Regions from separate parts of the Mus musculus genome. Here region 1 is linked to region 2. The links are chromatin contacts, called in public promoter capture Hi-C maps. All regions are on one chromosome and are shown on one strand. Each heading gives the region's core, a stretch centred on a gene start, on an enhancer-like site or on the middle of the called end of the contact. The rest is flanking DNA. Distances are from core to core; before and after follow the strand shown. Region 1 holds the start of Smim11 (small integral membrane protein 11). Region 2 overlaps Itsn1 (intersectin 1 (SH3 domain protein 1A)).

Evidence for each region. Promoter capture Hi-C pulls out the DNA fragments that hold promoters and counts their contacts.
Region 1: a contact with region 2 is called in a promoter capture Hi-C map of liver, with 2.3 times the contacts expected there. The contact joins the promoter of Smim11 here to the enhancer-like site in region 2. A contact is called at or near these places in 6 of 39 promoter capture datasets (the 3T3-L1 cell line, cranial neural crest, frontonasal cranial neural crest and 2 more), 1 of 115 datasets of contacts at active chromatin or transcription factors (astrocytes) and 2 of 9 other capture datasets (adipose tissue and embryonic stem cells).

The regions. Positions count from the first base shown.
Region 1 is chr16:92,299,599-92,305,438 of GRCm38.p6, reverse strand. Smim11 (small integral membrane protein 11) reads right to left here and starts at 4,136. Exons shown (of 4, transcript NM_138743.2): 1 at 4,096-4,136; 2 at 42-151. The coding sequence starts at 53.
Region 2 is chr16:91,760,011-91,765,972 of GRCm38.p6, reverse strand. The region is part of intron 1 of Itsn1 (intersectin 1 (SH3 domain protein 1A)); the gene reads right to left. Among named protein-coding and RNA genes, the nearest start is that of Itsn1, 34 kb to the right of the region's middle. Within about 2 kb of position 3,297, at least 22 of the 459 cell types and tissues checked have an H3K27ac peak or open chromatin away from gene starts, as enhancers often do. A contact at or near this core is called in liver, where this site is marked.

The sequences.
Region 1 (5,840 bases), core at 2,887-5,386, 540 kb before region 2:
CAAAACAAAAACCAGACTATACTTTTAAAAACTATTCTCACCTTCCAGTTCATGGCGGGCCAGCTGTGATTCACTTCTGACCAATGTACCTGTTACACACAGGCATGAGAGGCAGCTGGAAAGCCGGACCCAAGGAGCTGGAAGTTCTGATCTAGGGAGAGAGAGACAGAACTTCAATACAGAGCCTGCAGGGTGGACCACAATAGGAAGCCACGTCTTTGATAGGGAGAGGCCTGTGAACAGAGAGCAAGTAGAGGAGGGGGGGGGGGGGCTCTGCACAGGTGACCCCGTTCCTTCCTCATGGCTCTCTGCAGCTCCCTGCTGAAGCATCTGTTCCCAACTGACTCCTCTGTGCTCTTAAAGCCCACACTCACCAATGCTCCTGACACGAGGACAAGCTAGTTTGGGGATTAAGGACCTTCTGGACACTAACTGTGCTTGTCCTGGCTGAAAATAAAAACAAACCAAAAACTATCTGGAGGGAAAGAATGACAGGAAAAAAAAGGTGGGGGGGGGGAGAAAAAATACAAAAACACAAAAAAACCTGTCCTGAGAGCTAGGGACAGTGCAGAGACAGCCAGAGAACAGACGCTCTGCACAGTCCTGTGTCTCATTAGCTATGGCACCTGCCTCCACAGCCAGGACACGGGTGATCTGGATGAAGCATCTGCACAGGACATTGGCAACCAGCTGGTGCCCTGCTAGTTCTGGAACCTGACTTTATAGGAAGTTGTCACAGCCTGACTCCACTGTCTGTGCTTAGATGAGCTTAGATGAGCTAAGCCAGTGAGTCTCCATTTTACTCCCTTTACTTTAAAGGGGGAACACATAGGGCATAAGGACTGTGCTCAGGGTCCTCTAGTGTGTGACCAGAATCCGAACCCACCTAGGACCAGAAGTCTCTGTTCCAAATGGGTGTCTCTGGGTTCTTGGTACTGTATTTAAAAAATTGAAGGTGGACACAGGTCAGAAAGTGACAAGGAATTTTGTTCAGAAGCACAGACGTGGTACAGGCCAGGTACTCTACAAGAGGCCAACAGGCACCTTAAGCTGGAGTGGACCAGCCTGTGGCTTCCTTTTGTGGGTTTAGGAGGGGGTAGAAGCTGACTGTTATCAGTGGGGTGTCCTTAAGTTCTAATCGATATGGGCTATGTAAGCTTTAGTTCGCATCCTTTCCCACGATGCATTTCAATTTAATCCTATCTGCTCCCAATTACACATAGCCAAAAGAGGGCAAGTAGGGATTTTTTTTTCCCTCCCTAACTGTTCATTTTAAGGTCACAGTTTGCCTTACTGTGCATGCACCCCAAACCAGTATATGTTGGATCTAGCCATGATGCCTAGTTTCAGGATATGTTTGGTCACCAAAAGGACTTACTGAGGGTCATTGCTAAGAAGCTACAGTTTGGAGTGCCCACAAGCCTCTGTTTAAAGAGGTGTGTGCATGCAGCTCCACATGGGTGTGGGGGAGATCCTGGCTTGCTTTACTGGGAAAGCACTGTGTAGCTCAATCAAGCAGACCCCCCAGGTTTCCCTTCCCCTTGCCTATCTTACATCCAGTCAGCCAGGTCTGGGAGCTTCAGCCTCAGCAAGTCACCTGGGTACAGATGGACTGCTTCAAACTCACTTCCTTCATAATAACTTAAGACTAGAATTAGAAATGCAACGGGAAATTCCACACACCTTTAGAATGGGTTTCCTTAAGTAAAGCTCATGGGAGATGGCGTAGAAAAACATTTCCAGTTGTAAAAGTATCTAATATATAAAATTCAGTTCTCAGTCTATTTCAAGGTTACAGAACTTTGAAAACCAGCTAGCTATTGGCACAAGATAACCAAGCTTTGCCTTTGACTTGTGCAAAGTCAGATAAACCAAGAAGTGTATAATCCAAAGCCCTATTTAAATGCGATAGCGGTGGTTGAAGGTGCCCACTACCTGCAAGTGTTTGCCTTTAAATAGCAGCAGATTCCAACCTATGTTGGAAAAATGAGCTCTTTGCATGTTATAACCTGCTGCTGGAATTTACACCTTGAACGTCTAGTAATCTTAGGGATTAGCCATACTGTATATTAAAACAAAATATTTTTTTTATTTTTATAATTCCTTCTTAATTGAGTTGTATACATATTATATGGTAGACGATTTAACTGTTTCCCACAAGTCACCTCTGTGAATTGATATGCCCAGGATACTGACTCCCAAGGTCAAGGGAAACAAATGGGCCCAAGATGCTGACAAGAGGAAATAAATGAAAGAAAATACCCCGGGGTCTGGAGGTCTGGCAAACACATTGCACTTAGCAGCAATGTGACCTTGGCCTCTCAAAGCCTCCTTCATCAGTAAATTCTCCTTCAGAAGTTGGCCAGTAATCGCTAAGAAGCATGAGTAACACACAGCAAGCATTATTGTCTTGATAATGTCTCTCCTTTGCTAATGGTCCTCAGATAACAAACAGCAATAGGGCAGGATGTAGTCTGGACAAGATGCCAGGCATGGGATAAAGAATAAGGGCAAGAAGAAGGAGGACAGGACTCTACTCCAGGTGGCAGTAAGGGCTGAGCATGTGACCTGGGAAAGCCATGTGGCTCCTGAGCCAAAGCGCTCTTGGGATATCAGCGTCCAAGGAGTAAGTCTCCCACTCTGGAATTCACAACTCTCTGCTCTGTCTAATGTCACAGGACATGATGCCAAAAAGACTAGCAATCTGAGTGTTAAGAGGTAAGATCTCTGAGAAGGAAGCAGGGGGCTGTGGGCGTGGCTGAGCCAGAGTGCTAACGCAAAGCTCTCGGTTCAGCCCAAGTAACTCACAACCCAACCTTGGTGGTACAAGCCTGTAACCCTAGCACTTGGGAGGTGGAGGTCAAGGGATGGGAGTTCAAGGTCATCTAAGGCTACAGAGAAAGACTGAGCTGGAGGCCAATCTCAGATGCACAGAATCCTGCCAAGGAAGGAGAAAGAGAAGAAAAAGAGAAGAGGAAGAGAAGGAGGAAAAAGTAAAAGCAAAGGGGAATCTGTACTGCTATGGAGTGGGTGGGGTGGGTAGAGGAGAGCGAAGGGCCCAGAGCAGCCAGGTTCATTTTCACCCACTACTTTAAATTTCAAGGCAGCTTGCAAGCTTTCTGCAAATGGGGATAACCAAGAAAGCTAAACATAGCAGTGAGCTGTCTGCTCTGATATCACGGACTCCTGGTGCCATTCAGAAGCAAGCAGCAGCTGGCAGCAGAGGGTGAGCCAAAGCCACTGGGGTAAGGACAGCTGGAGGCCATTAAAATATATGAAATGCAGGGAGCTGTCCAGGCTTAACCCTTAACGACAGAAAATAAAACTGTTTGTAGTTTTGATCTTTATTGCAAAGTATCCTGCCAGGTTTTATTCTAGAAACAAAGAAGACATTCACTCACTTTGATTATACCAATTTAAACGACGTGGACAATAGTCTGCTCACAAGCTCCGTGTGCTCCTTGGCGAGGCTAACAGAGTCGAGGGTGCACCTATCTCAGCATATAATGCACTCACCTATCCTAGCAGCTTGTGTCAACTGTCTGAAGCCGTTTTCACTCCCAGTCTCTACCCCTTTCACTCCAATTCCTCAGCCAACCATTTAAAGTATCGGTAGGTTCAAATCGCCATGACCCCTGGACCTCACTTAGCCCACTCAGCACAGGCCTTGGTTTTCAAGAAACCCAGAAGCACCTTATCCGGGTGGGTGGCCAGATTCCAAATTTCAAGGCTTTGGGGAGCCTGTGAGTTATGGTGCACTTCCCTACTAGATGAAACGACACGCCTTGTTTAAGCAACTTTGGCGCCTTTGCGATCTGGGGCACCACAGGATCAAACGGGGATTTGCTATCCCTGGATACTTGGGAGTGCCCAGTCCCAGGTTCTCGCCCCCAGGCATTGCCTCCACGGGGGTGGGGGGTGGGTAGAAGGCCAGGAGTTATCATCGCTCCCTTCCTGCGTCACCAAAACAAGGCGACAAGACTATTAGAGTTCCCAAGGGCTATGTAGCCGTAGGCAGCAAGTGTCATCATGGGAGAAACAAGAACGCGGGATGACCAAGGGATTCCCCAGAGCCCCAAAGACTCACACACTTACACTCAGGGCGGCGGGGCCTCCTCGCTTGCTGCTCACAAACCACGACTCCCACAATCCCGTCGTGAAAACTACAAGTCCCGAAATGCACCGCTCGGAACGGAAGCGCCATCTTGAAAGGCACCACTTGATACGCAGGCGCAGTGGCTTTAGGGCGCCCGCAGATTCGCTAGTATTAAGGAGCGTGTTTCTCCAAGCGCAGGCGCTATGGGCTTCAGGCCAGTTGCGCAGGAATCTGAGGCTACTGCAGAAATCCAAGTAGGAACCCTGAGGGTGGTCCGCAGGGGTTAGGGTTCGGCCTAGGACCCTTTGTTCATGTCCACTGGTCATTGACTCCTGTTCTATACAGCTGAAGACAATAGGTCCCAGGTTTTTTGTTTTGTTTTCCAGGCTTAGCATTCCTCCAAGGGGACAGACAAGAAGAATGCATCCCGGTTGAGATAACCGATAGATACCCAGATTTTAGGTTCCCAGTTTCATTTCTAGCCAGTGAATCCCCAAAGTGCCGGGTGGGGAGACGCAGACAGCAGCCCTGTCCAAGGCTCTGGAGAGGCAAAGTTCTCACCGAGACCTCCACCTCATCTCCCTCTTCTGTGGAGGGGGGAGCGGATGCCCGGTGCTGACACTAATTGCGGGGTGAATTCTTGGACCCAAGAAAGTTAGCTTCAGATCTCATCATGCCTCTTTGTGGAGATGAAGTTGAAAATGTTAGCGTGCAGAGGGTTTCACAGACCTGGTTGTGCTAACAAGAGAATATCACGTTGAGACTGTCGTTTAATTTAACTCTACAAGGCCTATAAAAGGACACACTATAATTGTAATATTTCACAAATGATGAAACGGAAACACAAAGGATTTTTTTTTCTTTCCCGAGGCTGAGGCCAGCTCGTGCCAGACCTGGGGCTCGCCATAAGTTGCGAGACTGGGATCAGCCCCTATCACCTGTTCCTTTTGCAATAGCTTTGAATCTGCACTGAAGTACTACTCAGATGTGTAGAACTAGCAGACTAAGCAGAAAGACTCTAAAGGGAACATGGATAGAAAAACAACAGCAACCCAGCTGTTTGACTTGGCATTTTCATTTAGAAAGCTTTGGTTGAAGTTGATACTGGAGGGAGAAGCTGGGGTAAATGGATCAACAACTGGATGCCCATCCAACTTGTTAGTTATCTCCTGTTAACACAACAAAATGCTTGACAGAAGCAGCTTAGGTTATCTAGACTAGGTGAGTAGAGTCCACAGCTGGGAGGAGAGTGATGGAGGCTTGACCTCTCTTGGTCTTCTCCTTCAGGTTCCATCCAGGATCCCAGCCCAGGGAATGGTGGCACCCATTTAGAATGTTTTCCCACCTCATGTAACCCAATCTATATAATTCCCACAGGCATTCCCAGAGGTGTGGCTGTTACCCTAGTCTAGATCCTGTGATGTTGCCCATATTAACTACCACATAAAGATGTAGCATTTCTCCTGTTCCCCCTAAGTAAAATTGACTGATTGATGTCCATGTTATAACTATATTTTCCAGTGAGGATGATAAAGTATGTTTAATGAAAGCCTGGATTTAACCACCTGTACGTTTTCCTGGAGAAACAGATAAGCCAAGGGGAAAATTACAAACTCTGGGAAAGGGTGTGTGTTTTGTGTTGTGTTGTGTGACGTGCAAGGGGCATGCCCAGCAGAGTCTTAATGTTTGTATTTCAAAGAGATATTTCTACATGCTAGAAGAATTATTCTTGCTGAGTCTCTGT
Region 2 (5,962 bases), core at 2,048-4,547:
CAAGGGCAGGTGACAGCGGCAGCAGCTTAACATTACCAGTGACCGAGTGTCCCAGCTCCTGTTCTCTAAGCTTCACATATTGATCTATAAACTGCAGGAGCTACAAGAATTAAACACAAGTGGTTCTGAACCCAGGGGTTCCTAGTCCTGACAAAGTCTCTTCTGACCAAACTTTAGCCAGGCCTTTGTTTGTTTGTTTGTTTGTTTTCCGAGACAGGGTTTCTCTGTGTAGCCCTGGCTGTCCTGGAACTCACTTTGTAGACCAGGCTGGCCTCGAACTCAGAAATCTGCCTGCCTCTGCCTCCCAAAGTGCTGGGATTAAAGGTGTGCGCCACCACGCCCGGCTAGCCAGGCCTCTCTCTTTAAGCAAGCCTTCCTCGCAACTACGCCTACCGCCCTCTGCTGCTTAAGGTGTCCAGTCTATGCCCAAGCAGACTGGTACAGTAAGTTCTGAAGGAATCATCTTTCCTACCCTCAGTGTCTTCTCTTAGTAATTCTCTCACCCTACTTACTCCGCACACAGCTATAAATTTCCACCTGTCCTCACTGAATTTGGAGCAGAGGCTGCTTTCTCTTTCTCCTTTCAATAGTCTCGAGAATAAAGCCTCTCCTTCCATTGTAACAAACTTCAGAATAATTTTTCTTTAACAATGGTAACTGAGTGAGAGGCTTTTGTCTGTTGGAGTCAGGGTCTCCGTTTAGCTCCGGAGCTCACTATGTGAAGAAGACTGGCCCGGAAGTCACTGAGATCCGCCTGCCTCTGCCTCTGGAGTGCTTGCTGGGAGTAAAGGCGTGTACAAGTACACCCAGCTAACTATGAGTTTTAACAGAAGTAAAACACCTGGACCCCTACTTTATGCAGAGTAAAAAGCTCCAAATGTCAGCTTCTGTTGTTAAATTATCACCCTGCAATTGTAACAAAAACCCTCAAACTGACAGATCTCAGCTTTAATCGATTACTGTGCTCACCACATGAAGATTATCACGATGAGCATAAAGATCCAAAGAACGGTCATGCTCAGGTCAAGAGACACGCTGGCCTCCCAGTGCTTCACGGAGCAGCAAGGTCCGAGCAGAGAGACAGGCAGCAGTGAAGAAAGGGCACCAGCCAAGCCGCTTTCTACATAGAGGGGGGATTAAAGCACCCAAAGGTGCTGACATCGTGGAGACAGACCTCCCATGAGTCTCGGTGGTGAGGAGGCCACTCAGACTGAACAAGATCCTCGGGCAGATTTACATTTTCAAGGGCCAGAGCCATGTGTGGCTAGTGCTGTAGTCACTGACAAGATGTCTGCGGTCCACTAAGTAAGCTTCTCCCACACCAAAGAGAGTGACTAAGAAACTCACAAAAGAAGCCAGGGTCGGAGGAGAAGGACTGTTGAAAAGGGTTCCTGTGGGGGCGGGGAGGAGTGGAAGTCAAAATGACTAAACTTCATTATAAAAATATATGAAAATGTCAAACAAACAAACAAAAAGCTGGCTCTGGGAAGGTGGCAGCTTCAAAGTTCTATAGACACACACTGCATAATTATACAGACACTGCCCATGGGCAACAGCAAAAATATATGGGAAAAGAAAAAAAAGCATAGTGTTCACAGAAACACTCCAAGAAAAATGTGTTCATAGTTTCTATGTCACCCTTTGACAGTCAGAGTGGTGGACAAGCACCACAGACAAGGTTGCAGAAGTAGCCTCAGAGAGAACGTTTCCCCTTGAGAAGCCATGCCCAGGTTCCCCGCCTCATGCCCAGGTCCCCGCCTCCTCCACCCTGGGTGACGTCTAGAAGAACCCTTCTCTCCTGTGCTCTCTGTGTGGATTCCCTGTAGACTGCGGCTCACCAACTTCCCTTGGGAGCAAGGATGTCTGGGGGCTCCCAGCATCTGTCACGGGGCTAGGAAGCTGTGTGCTGAATAAAGTCCTGAGTGAGCCATGTGGCCACCCCTTTGTCTTTGTCTCCAGTGGTCACTAAATCCTCACCTACACTCAGAACTAAGCAAGGGTTCTTTCCCAGTCTGATTCCTCCTATAGCAAACATCTATAGATGGTGCAGAACCAGTTTTTCCCCCTTGAAGCAACAATTAAACGCTAAAGCAAAAAGAAATGATTTTACAATGTACTTTGATACCATATATGTTGCAAGGAACACAAAAGAAATGACCTATTAGCTCCTAACTTTGTATGTAAGATCATCCATGCAATTTTCACACTAGTTACCTGAGGTTCTGGGAAAAATATATAAAATATAGCACAATTAGTCAGATCAAACTGATGCCTTTTCAAGAAAATAATAAAGTGATCAAAACATTAAACTTAACATTCTAATACACAGGAGGCAAGCCTTTTGTTTTTAAAGAAACTAGGTAGTGTATTCCATAACTGTACTGTTCTAGAGTCGACAGTCACAAGGTGAAAGGTTCCTCTCGATCTACACATAATGTCACACACCTTTCTCAGGAACAGTTTTCATTTATTTGACTTGAAAAATCAAACAAATTCAGCTTAACATCAGAGGCTGCCTGTTTGTTTTATGTTCCTGATATCAAAGCACACTGTTACTGGCTTTTAAGAACCTTTGAAAAAACAGGGTGTCTGTCAAGGATGCCTTTTTTTCAAGCTGCATGATCAAATGAGAGCCACTTTCAAACATCTAGAAGCCACGGGCAACTGTCTCGATTACAGATTCTGAATGCTGCTGCTGTGTGTCATCTCGTTTGTTCTAAATGTTTATTCATTTCTAAATGTCACAAACCGAAACATGAACAAGAAAAAACCAAAACAAACAAATTTTTAAAAACCACCCTGTATAAAGAGGAGTCCTTGCCCTGAAATCCACCAGCTCAAATCCTTACATCTTCAAATGCTACAAGTTAGAGATTGTGATGCGCTCAATGAAGCTGGAAAACTGGATTGAGGCCTTGTGAGCCTCTGCCAAACTGAAAGGCACTAAACATCTGTAAAACCCACATGAAGCATGAGCAAACTGTTGTCAAATACTCAACCTGGTTAGCCAACAGCAAGCAGAAGGGCCCAAATCAGATAAAGAGACAACACCATCAAAATCACACGAGAGAAATACAGGGCCAGTGGGGTCTCAGATCTGCGGTACATCAGTTCTGGTTCTCCAATGCCTGCCCCGGGGCATGAACAATCCAGTTCTGACTATTAGACAGCTAATCTTTCCCGGTTAAACCGATCCTCTTGAAACTTAAGATTAACGGGATGAATAGTAGAGATGTAGAGCTAGACAAATACTGGGCACAAGATGGCCAGACAACAAGCAAATGGAATCAGACTGCCCAGTCATGGTGAAATGTGTCACTGTAAACAGTAACTCAACCCTGAAAGTGGAGAAGCCAGAGGATATTCAGGCGAGCACTTGGCACACACACTTCAATTACCTTGCTATTAACTTAGCTATGTCCAGACTCATCGTGAAGGACTAAAAATAGAACAGAAGGCTAGATAGAATAGCATCCTAACCAAGAGCACAAATACAAAACGTTTATTAGAACACATAGCAGGAAATTACAGAATACAACATACATTTCTAGTGTCAAAAACAGAAAATGGGATGCTAACACCTTGCTTTTTATATAGCACTCGTGTGAAAAACTTAAATACATGCTACAATTTTAAGTCTATTTATAGTGATTCTAACAACACCCTGTGAAATAGGTAAAATGTAAATATCCTTACTTCTCTTGGCTACTGATTTATTTAATCACGTTGCTCATTAGATTCTGGTTTAGCTCAGCCCAGTATCTCAAGCTTCCACAGACACAAGTCTCCAATTACCCTCCAAAGTGTAATAAGTAAGACAAGGTGAGGCTCTAGATTTCCATGCTCAAGAATGAGTAAGTAGAACAAGCTGGCTTCAGGGTTAGAAACAAAACCATCTCCAACAGTCCAGGGAATCTGCTCTTCCTTAGTAGCAGATTGAGAAACAGTTATGATTGCCACTAAATCCGCTGACATGCAGAAATTTGTAGATAATGAAATTTACTTCCCACACTCAGAAACAGGAACTGACAGCTTTATCCTTCAATGGACAGAAGAATTCAGCGGCAAGTGCAAGGCTGGACATACAGAGACACACTCGCCTGAGAAACCAACAGTTGAGAAACAAACCACAGGCAACAACACTTGCAGATCTCAGGTACTTTTTTCTCTCAAGTTTGACTCAAAGGAATTGGGTTGTCACAGGCTAGGGTAAATGATAAACTTTAAGTGTCTAATTTGTACCTTTCAAGAGTCATTGTTGGGAGAACCCTTTAAAAGCTGGTATACTATTACAGTGTTAAGAGGTACTTCCTAAACACACCCAATATATCTAACTTATCTGCAAAGCAACTCGGTGAAATAATTCTTTCTTCCCTCAATACAATCAGATGAGGCACAGGCAAAGAACTCCAAACCTGAACCCACCCAGGAGTTTCCAGGTAGGAAAGACCGTTGTAAACATGCTCCTGTGTAAGAGATAGGCGCGCCCTGACCGCACACAAGCATCTCATGAAGGGCACAGCTGTCTTCTTTACAGCACTGTCTCCTTCCACTTTTATCCAGCCTTTGTCTGCAGTGTCAGGAGGACTCAGCTCACAGAGCCCCACCTGCCTCTGCCTGCACACTGCCAGCATTACAAGCGCACAGCCACTTCCAGCTCATTTCTTACAGTTTTCAAATCGTAAGACACGTATTATGTGCTGTGATTTTCCCATTGTTCACAGGTTCAGCCGGGAAGCTGATGTCTCTGTCCCGCCTTGAGTCACTACAATTAAGGCTAATTTAAAAGAAATGCTCATTTTCCCTCTTCAACCTCCAAACTAATACTCCTGAGATAATAAAAGAAAAATTTTAAGATATCCTGGAGCAACTGTACCTCAATTTTGGCTTCAAATAGAGCTTAATACCATAGCTACTGTGTCCCTAGGTGAAACAACAACGTTGATGTACTGCCTGGACCTCGATATTCTCATAAATTACACCATTCCATATTTGAAAAGATATTCTTCAAATCTTGCTAAGATTAAAATCATGAGGGATCAATACCTTTCTTTCCAAAAGAACTGAATATGTGACATCATGACCAGTGGACTCCAAATAATGTTCATCCTAGAGGCAATGGGTGACTAAACAAAAGCCCCAGTTCCAGTGTGGGACATCTCCACAGGAGGCGTCAGTGGGGCTCCAGAGGTCCCACTTAGCCAGTCCTCTTGCCGGTTCTGGTCTGAACGAGGAATGCCCCCAGGAGAGACTCGGGTAGCTGAACACCTGGTTCCGGGTGCGGTGCTGTCGGGGAGGCCTGGTTGGCGCAGCCTCACTGGAAGACTTACAACACTGATGCGCACTGGCTCTCAGGTTCCGGCTCTTCCTGCCATATCTGCCACTTGCTGACACGCCTCCTCCCCAGGACAGACTCTTTTGTTTCATGTTAGACTCTTAAGCTTCTAGAACCATAAACCAAAATAAACTTATCACAGCGATGTAGAGCCACCTAATTCTCCGGTTCATCAGAGTTAACAGGATAAGACCCTACTGCTTAAGGGAACACATACCTTGCTGCAAGACTTAGAGAAAACATGCCAGAATAGAGCTGGAAACTTCCTCCCTGGTTTCTAGCTTTCAAAGTTCCGGAAAGCTGCCGCAGGAGAAAACGCACCATTGGTCTTATCCATTTGTGAACCCCAGGCACCAACACCACCACACAAGCAAACCTCCTGGGCATGGCATCCCCACCTTTTATAATGGCACAAGTGCCGAGCCATTACACCCAAGCACTCTCAGATCTTACCAGGTTCCAACGGAAAGCACAAACTCAGATCACACTGACAAGCCTGGCTAAACTCAGTAAATCACAAAACAAAACAAACAGACATGAATGTGGAAAAGACATTTGGAGGGTAATGTATACTCCCTTCAAATTAGTACACGTGTGAAAGAGTCAACTAACAAATTTAACTAATTT